Linked DNA regions of Sus scrofa: region 2 is linked to region 1. Evidence: chromatin contacts called from public HiChIP or PLAC-seq data. All regions are on one chromosome and are shown on one strand. The core of a region is the stretch at or near the end of the contact, and the rest is flanking DNA. Distances in the headings are between cores, read along the strand shown. Region 1 holds the start of PCYOX1 (prenylcysteine oxidase 1). Region 2 has its middle 54 kb from the start of ANXA4.

Region 1 (4,412 bases), core at 546-3,045:
ATTCTTTAACATGAACCCAGAGATTTAAAAACCAGCAACAGCAACCATCCCCACCCTGTGCCCCATGGCTGTAATTCCAGATACCTGAAGATACAGATAACTAGTGTCCCATTACAGAACAGCTCCTAAGGCAGGACAAATTGCTAGCAGAAAAGTGAGCAAAATAGTTTTACCAGCTTCTCTATAAAAGACAATTAACAAGGCAGAAAAGTTTCAGATCCCTATCTAATAACAACATCCATGGATGTTGAAGTCTGCTTAGCTCTAAGAAGAAATCACATACCCAGGTCCTTGACAAAACGCTTCATGTGCAGATTTAAAGGATGGATGATAGAACCTCCTGACTCATATTCTTGCCCCTGCATAGTCAGGGTCGCCAAACGGCCGCCCACCTCTCCTTTTTCAAAAACATCAATCTTCACATCTTTCCCAAATTTCTGCCGCAGATAATAGGCTGCTGAAGTGCCACCAATTCCAGCTCCAATGACCGCTAGAGGGGGAAAAAAGAAACAGTTTTTTCCCTCTTATCAGCTTTGTAGGTTTCGTTTTTTGAAAGACTGTTAACAGACGTTACTTTAGGCTATTAACAACTTAGGGAAGCCTGGGGACAGGGAGGCAAGTGACAGCTGCTGTGAAGATAGAACTCTGAATCTGGACAGTCACTGCCTCCAGGCAAAAGTGATAATAGATAAACTTACAAACTGACACTAATTTTTTTCCCCCAATGCCCCAAGATTCTCACAGTTCTTTGCGGAGGCACCAAGTGGCCCGCACACCATTCTTTGTGACCAATACATGGGAACAGAGGAGGTGGGGCCCTTCCAGCACGCATTTTAAATAAAGTGGCCGCCATTTTTGCCTACATTTGCTCTGTCTCGTTAATGTGAACAGGTTAATGATCCCAAAGAACACAGCTTTAAGGGGAATTTAAAAAGCAAAGCAAAAGAAAACAGAGCAAAACACCAAAAAGACTGAAACTAAGAGTGAATGCTTCGGCTGTGTAGTCGTTCTAGGCAGAAAACTGTGCAAGCCAGTGGCCTCTGCGAGCAGGCAAACTTCAGCGGAGCAGCCGGGCCGGGCTGGGGAATGGGTAGAGCTGCGGGGCGGGGCGGCGAGGGCGCCGAAGCCCATCAAGGGAAGGAGACGCGGTCAGCGCGGTCAGGTTGTTTGCACTGCTCGGTGTGCTGTGCCCTCGTGGGCCTCTCAACTGCAGAGCGGAAGCGGCCTGTCGCTCCCGGACCAACCAGGGGACTGTCCTCCCGCAACTGCAGCAAGAGAAGTCGGCAGGAGGGGCCTCAGCCTCCTCGGAGCCCCAGGCCTCCGAGACAGGGGCCGCAGGGACGCTTGGCTCCCGCTCCCCGGCCCAGGTCTACCCCTCTACAGCCAACTCCTCAAATGGAGATGTCTTCACCCTCGGGAAAGCGCGGTCCCTGGGGCGCGAGCCGGAATGGGCTCCGCTTGCGCGGAGGGCTCATTCGGCGCTGCTCGGCGGGTGTCACAGGTGCCGGGCCTAGTGTATCAGCCTGCCGCCGCCAGGCACCGGGCTTATTCCCGCCACCTCCGCCCTGCGCTGCCTCCTTCTCGCCTACCGATCTTCTCTGGCGGGGACCGCGGCGCGGCGCTCCCGGGGCACCCCCAGCTGCACAGAAGTAGCAGCCCCAGCCACAGCCCGAAAGTCAAGAAGCAGGGGAGCCCGCCAGCGAGGGGCTTCATGGTTCTCCCAGTGCTGCAGTCGTACTAGAGCGCCCGGCGGTCCGCCCGCATTTGAGCCTGCGCTCTCCGCTCGCCCCGCCCCCTAGCTGGCCTCGCCCCTCCAAGCCCCGCCCAGGCCCGTCCCCAGCTCAGGCACCTGATACTCCAAGGCCACCCTTCCTCCAGAAGCTACAACGCAATCCTCTCGGTCCCCCAAGTCCTCCTTGCACCTCTGAAGCCCAGGCTGCTTCAGGGAGTTGCCAAAGGCCCCAGAGGAGGCTCACCCCAGCTTTTAATTTCATCAATACTGCCCTCTTCTGTTGATTCAATCGCTCAGGCTCAAAGAATGCACACAGCAAACCACTGTTAGAAACGGACAAGGGTGCCCCAAATACTTACTGAGTGATCACCGTGTTCACTATGTTCGAGATTTGTTGGGTACAAGATGACTGGGTAAAGGGTGCTAGGTGAAAGGGAAAATGACAGAGACCAGGGATGGGGTGGTCCAAACTGAAGGAAGTGGAAAAATAGTAACAGATATAAACGAAAGTCGTGTGTGTACTCGTATCATACGGAACATTAGGCAAACATTTAAAAGAATGCAGGCTTTGTATCTATTGTCCCAGTATTGTTCGGTCATAAAAGCTGTTGAGAAAGTGATGGGTGTCATATGATACTATTTCTGTAATTAAAATATCCCACCCAGGGAGTTCGCATTGTGGCTCAGCAGGTTAGGAACCTGACTAGTATCCATGAAGACTCAGATTTGATTCCTGGCCCCACTCAATGAGTTAAGGATCCAGCGTTGCTCTGAACTGTGCTGTACGTCACAGATGTGGCTCAGATCTGGCCAGGCTGTGGCTGTGGCTGTTGCTGGCAGCTGCAGCTTAGATTTGCCCCTTGCCTGGGAACTTCCATATGCTCTAAATGTGGCCCTTAAAATACATATCTATATCTATATCTACATATATCACACCCAATCAAAAAGGGGGGGGAGAAAAACTAGTACGTGAATGTGAAGAACAGTATATGGATGGAAGGAAAATAAGTTAAATAAAAAGAAAGTTTAAACTACTGCAAAATAAAGGATTTACTTAGTGGACAATTATTTATTGAGCTCCTTCCACGTGGCAGGCAATGTTATTATAGGTACTTGAGAAAAACCAGTGAACAAAACAATTTTTAAAATATTTATCCTAATGACGTATACATTCTAGTGAAGGGAAACAAATGACAATTAGAATAAGTAAGCAAATGACATAATATAGAGTGGAGGAAAAAAAAGTGGAGAATGGCTTGCAATTTTAAATAGGATAGTCAGATCAGGCCTCACTGAGCAGGATGGCACTTGAACAAAAGTTTGCAATAATTGAGAGAGTGGACCAGGTGAATATTTGGAGAAAGAGCTTTCTAAAAAAGGAAAATGCCTGGCATATATGAGGAAAAGCAAGGAGGCCAGTGGAGCACAGCAAGAAAGAGGGAATGGAGGTGTTAATGGAACGAGATGCAAGTCATACAAGAAATAAACACTTATGTAAGAACATAAAAATATGAATATTGTCTCCTTTTTCTACAAATTACAAAGAAAGAACTAAATTGTGTGTCTTTTCACAATAGCTAAGTATATTAAGCCTAAAAGGCTTTCAATAAATATGTTGCTTAATTAGAATTTACCATGTCAGTGACCCTGACAAAAGTGTCATAGGTGGAAACTTTCATTTCCGCTTCTGAAACATTAGGAAGGATTTTGCTGAAAGGAAAAATCCTTTGCTGAAGAGACTTTATACTAAGTGGACGGGGACTGAAGGCTTTCTCATTCTGCACTCTTGCCTCTTCAAAAGAATACTATCACTGAAAGTCAAAAGGGCCTTTTTTTTTTTTTTTTTTTTTTTTTTGTCTTTTTGTTGTTGTTGTTGTTGCTATTTCTTGGGCCGCTCCCGCGGCATATGGAGGTTCCCAGGCTAGGGGTCGAATTGGAGCTGTAGCCACCGGCCTACGCCAGAGCCACAGCAACGCGGGATCGTTAACCCACTGAGCAAGGGCAGGGACCGAACCCGCAACCTCATGGTTCCTAGTCGGATTCGTTAACCACTGCGCCACGACGGGAACTCCAAAAGGGCCTTTATTAATCATTGAGGGGAAATGTTGCCATCTATGTGAAGTGTAGTAATAAAGTAATATAAGAAACATTTATTCAGGAGTTCCCGTTTAGTTTAATTAAGAAATCTCGTGTTTAGAAATCTACTCTATAGAATAAAAGAATCAGTTATAGGAGTGCCCAGTGTGGCACAACAGGATACTGTGGCCTGAATCTGATCCCTGGCTGGGAATTCCACATGCCATAGGGCAGCAAAAAAGGAAAAAAAAAATCAGTTATAAGGATATATATACCAGGATGTTTGCTGCAATATTGTTTGAAGTAGGGGGAAAAAATTAGGTGTGCAAATCTAGCAAAGGTAAAGGAAGAAACTGACTGGAACACAAAATATTGGGGAATTTAATACCACACTCATATTCTTAGCCAGATTGACCAGACAGATAATTAATAAGGAAAAACTGGTCTTAAACAACATACTAGGCAGCTGGTCTTAGCAGAAATATAAAGAAAATTCTATTCAAGACCACAGGATACAATTTCTTTTCAAGTGCACATGGAACAGTCTCCAAGGTAGATCACAGGATGGCCAAAAAACAAGTCTCAGTACATTTTACAAGACTGT
Region 2 (4,413 bases), core at 73-2,572, 480 kb after region 1:
CAGTAGCAAGCAGCATAATATAGATAAACCTCAGAATTTAGTATACTAATAGTCTGGTTACCATCATTCAAATATGTTGAGTAAATTTTGTTAAGGCTTTGTTATGAGTGATACACATTCCAATTCTATTGAAAGTACAAAAACAGGTAGTAAATTATCATACTAGCTGAATGCATACATATCTCTTGACGCATTAAGCTTGTACCAGTGGTAGGTTGGTTGGGGTCATCTTTGGATTGTTATGTATATGGCCTTGAGTCCTAGGGAATCCTGGAGACATCTGTCCTGGTGAAAACCCAAAGCCATAGATTAGTACCACAAATCCACTGGGTTCCATTAGGTTTGACCCAGTGAATTTCTGGTCATCTGACCCAGCCTATTCCATATCAGCCACTATCTTATCTATAAAGGTAATAATATGTAGGCATTGTTCATAAGGTGCCCAGCCTAATTTCCTAATGTTAGGAGGCTAGGCTGATCACTTTTAGAATGATTTAATTGTTCCCATTTAAACTTCAATGGCCATAGCCTGGTGCATAATTGTGGGAGGTTCCCTTCTAATAAGTGGGAGGTTACAGTTTTTGATTGAGACTTAGCTCGTTGCTCTGACTGAGTCTGAGTGACCCTAAAAGAAAATTCATAGTTATAGTCAGGGTCAGAGCAGTTATCATTAATTGGCCAGCTGAGGAAATCCCACCCAATAATAATATAATTCCTCAATGGCTATCTAATCAGAACCTTGCAGAGGAGAAATCCACTAAGGTAGCCCAGAAGTACTAGACACAGGTAATTGGTCACAAACCCAACAATTGGATTTTTTTTTTTCTTTTTTTTTAGGGCCACACCCATGGCATATGGAGGTTCCCAGGCTAGGGGTCTAATCAGAGCTACAGCTGACAGCCTACACCACAGCCATAGCAATGCGGGATCCGAGCCACGTCTGCAACCTAAACCACAGCTCATGGCAACGCCAGATCCTTAACCCACTGAGCAAGGCCAGGGATCTAATTCTCAACCTCATGGTTCCTAGTCGGATTCACTAACCACTGCGCCATGACAGGAACTCCCCCTACCCCTTAGTATTTTTAAATTCTTACCCAGCTCATCATAAAGGTCTAGAAGTCAGAAACTTGTATTTCTTAAAAAGTCCTTTCTATAGATCTTGAAGAGGAAGCATTTTTGCAAAAGCATCAGAGTAAAGCTATTAATTGTTGTAATGACAAAAGACTTAAGGCACATTTAAATTCGATTACAATACAGATTGCCAAAGACACTTGGTTACTGTTGTGACATATAACATTTTGAAATAATAACTAGAAAAAAATTATGACATAGTACCAGTACATATTCAAATTTCAGAGACAGTTACAGCTCCGATTTGACCCCTAGCCTGGGAACATCCATATGCTGTGGGGGCGGCCCTAAAAAGCCAAAAAACCAAAAAAAAAGAGACAAATACAAATTAAATAAAGCCCTGGTAAGAGACCACTGCACACACCATAGTGCCTAAAATGAAAAAGACCAGTTCTAGCAAAAGTTATCAAATCAAGTACTACCCTCATACGCTGATGATGGGAGTGTAATAAGTACACCTTCAGGGAGCCGAGGAGATACAGGAGGCCAAGGAAGGGAGCTAGCCTGACGGCACAGTTCCGAAGGCAGAATTTCTAACCGAGGAAAAAAAGCCTACCCGGTGGCACAGTTCCGTGGGCAAGTTCTAAAAATAATGAGGCTCACCTGTTAACCCAGCAACAACGGCAACAATAACAAAATGAAGGCTTTGCACAATAGTGCAAGAATAAAAATTGCTTCTTGGAAAATTCAGTCTTCCCTGTTATTTACTTATTACTCAGCCTTTTCTGTTATTTGTTTTGTTATTCTTTGTTATTTTTCTATATTGTTTTGTGATTCAATAAAATTGGAACAACAAATATTGGAACAGTAATAATAAGAGTTTCACCTTGGTGAAAGTCCCCCTATTCAGATCTAATGCAAGCAAAAACAAAGTGTTCATTGGTTTGTTACAAGTAAGAATAGGTTTTAGAGTTAGGTCATTGTGGAGTGTACAATAGGTTAGAATAGGTTAGACATACATTATTCTTGATGGAAAAAATTATAATCTTGCTTTTAATAAGTTTTGTAGGGGGCTTTTAAGTTTTATGAAATTAAGTTGCTTTGATATAAAAAATATTTTCTCATACTGTCCCCTGACCATAACGCTTTGAAGTTAGTACCTCAAGCTTTAATCTAAAAAATGAGTTTTCGTAAATGTTAAATTCTCGTGCTTGTGACCTTTCTAGTTGTTAAAGACTAGCTTAAAACAATAACGGTGGCGCTTGCTAAAAGTAACCACAAGACGCTTTTATACTGAATTGCCTTATTTTCATATAATGTTTTTTCCACATAATGTTTTGTATCCATTATAATTTTACATGATGCATTGTATCCGTTAGTTTTAATTAAAATTCTTAGAACACAACGTATGTCTACTGTACCATGTAGTCTAAAATTTAACCTTTGAAAATATGATTTAAGCACTGTGATGTAAGTTACAATTAAGCTGTCTATATAAACTGTTACCTATGCTAATAAAATTTGAGCAGTCCAGCGCCCTGAAAGAAGGGACAAAGAGGCTGTCTCCATGTGCATCGCTGACACTGTCCATCCCCGTAGGGACACCCTGGCTGCTGGAGCTGGACTCCGGCACTCAACCCACAGTGGGAAGCAGTTTGGCAGCATCAACTGAAGCTGAATAATGACTCAGCAATGTGGAGGTAATGTGCATCAAGAGATATTTTCAACAATTTTTATAGCAGCATTATTTATTATAGCCAATAACTGGAAACCATATATAGGTCCATCAACAGTGGAATGGATAGGGAGATTGTTGTGGCTCAGTGGGTTAAGAACCAGACATAGTGTCTGTGAGGATGCGGGTTCGATCCCTGACCTCAATCAGTGGGTTAAGGGTCCAGCGTTGCCAAAGCTGCAGCGTAGGTTGCAGATGTGGCTCAGATCCGGCATTGCTGTGGCTGTGGTTGTAGGCCAGCGGCTGCAGCTCAGGTTTGACCCCTGGTCTTGGAACTTCCATATGCCACAGGTGTGGTCATACAAATTGTGGTATGGTGTCACAATGGAATACTATACAGCCAGAAAAATAATAAATTACAGCATAACAGCACAAATGTCTTTCTTAAATACAACATTGAGTGATAGAATCTAGGCAGGACATAGCACCGAAGAGCTGATACTATTTATATGAAAGCTCAAAAGCAGGTAAAATTTATCTATATTTTTAGAAGTCATGGTAATGGCTACCTTTGGAAAGACCAGAAGGGCTTCTGGGTTCTGGTAACCTTTTACTTGTTCTGGGTGCTGATGACTTTGTGCAAATTCATTAAGCTGTGCACTTTTCCATATGTATGCTCTGCTCCATAAAACATTTACAATAACGAAAGCATCTTATAGCAGAAATCACTGCATTTCTCTAGCAGAATAATGGCACAGCCAATGCAGGCTGATAAATAATTCAAACTCCTGGGCTGAAGAATACTTTGATTGGTTCTTCAGGAAAGATTGATTTCAAACAAATCAGTGATTTCACTGAAGAGTTTTGAAAATTTTCTCAGCTGCAGCCTAACAACTGCATAGTAAAAAAAAGTTATGAGAACAAATTGTGAAGCAATGACTAAACATATTTCAGAGAGTTTCGTATTTCATGTATTTACATATCTGAAAGAAAATACCATTACTAAAATGCTGAGTGAAACGAACAGGTTCTCTTTGTGGTGACATAGGTGAACCTAAAGATGATCATACTAAGTGAAGTTAAGTCAGACAGAAAAAGACAAATATCACATGATATCACTTACATGTGGAATCTATAAAACCCCAAAAAACAAAGGTGTTCTCTCATGGCACAGCGGAAATGAATCTGACTGATTTCGGTGAAGGTGGTTTGATCCCTGGCCTCGCTCAGTGGGTTAAGGATCTGGAGTTGCCGTGAGCTGTAGTGCAGGTGGCAGCTGTGGCTGTGGTGTAGGCCAGCGGCTATAGGTCTGATTTGACCCCTAGCCTGAGAACTTTACACAAAAATACAAATGAACTTATTTACAAAACAGAAATAGATTCACAGACAGAGAAAACAAATTTGTGGGAAAGGTGGCAGAGAGATAAATTAGGAGTTTGGGATTAACAGATACACATTACTATATAGAAAATAGATAGTGAGGACAATTGTATAGCTCAGGAAACTATATTCAATATCTTGAAAAAACCTATAATGAGAAAAGAATCTGAAAAGGAATAAATATACATATATAAATCATTTTGCTGTATACCCGAAACTAACATAATATTGTAAATCAATTATACTTAAAAAAAAAAAAAATCAGTTTTTTTTTTTTTTTTTTT

The links. HiChIP or PLAC-seq counts read pairs in DNA pulled down with a chosen protein or histone mark.
Region 2: an H3K27ac HiChIP or PLAC-seq map of alveolar macrophages shows a contact between it and region 1. The contact joins the enhancer-like site here to the promoter of PCYOX1 in region 1. A contact is called at or near these places in 2 of 5 promoter capture datasets (fetal liver and liver), 10 of 47 Hi-C or Micro-C datasets (alveolar macrophages, embryonic fibroblasts, heart right ventricle and 6 more) and 2 of 2 datasets of contacts at active chromatin or transcription factors (alveolar macrophages and skeletal muscle).

Annotation. Positions count from the first base shown.
Region 1 is chr3:72,221,810-72,226,221 of Sscrofa11.1, forward strand. PCYOX1 (prenylcysteine oxidase 1) reads right to left here and starts at 1,796. Exons shown (of 6, transcript XM_003354779.4): 1 at 1,590-1,796; 2 at 284-490. The coding sequence starts at 1,713.
Region 2 is chr3:72,705,994-72,710,406 of Sscrofa11.1, forward strand. No RefSeq gene overlaps it. Among named protein-coding and RNA genes, the nearest start is that of ANXA4, 54 kb to the left of the region's middle. Within about 2 kb of position 1,323, at least 1 of the 83 cell types and tissues checked has an H3K27ac peak or open chromatin away from gene starts, as enhancers often do. A contact at or near this core is called in alveolar macrophages, where this site is marked.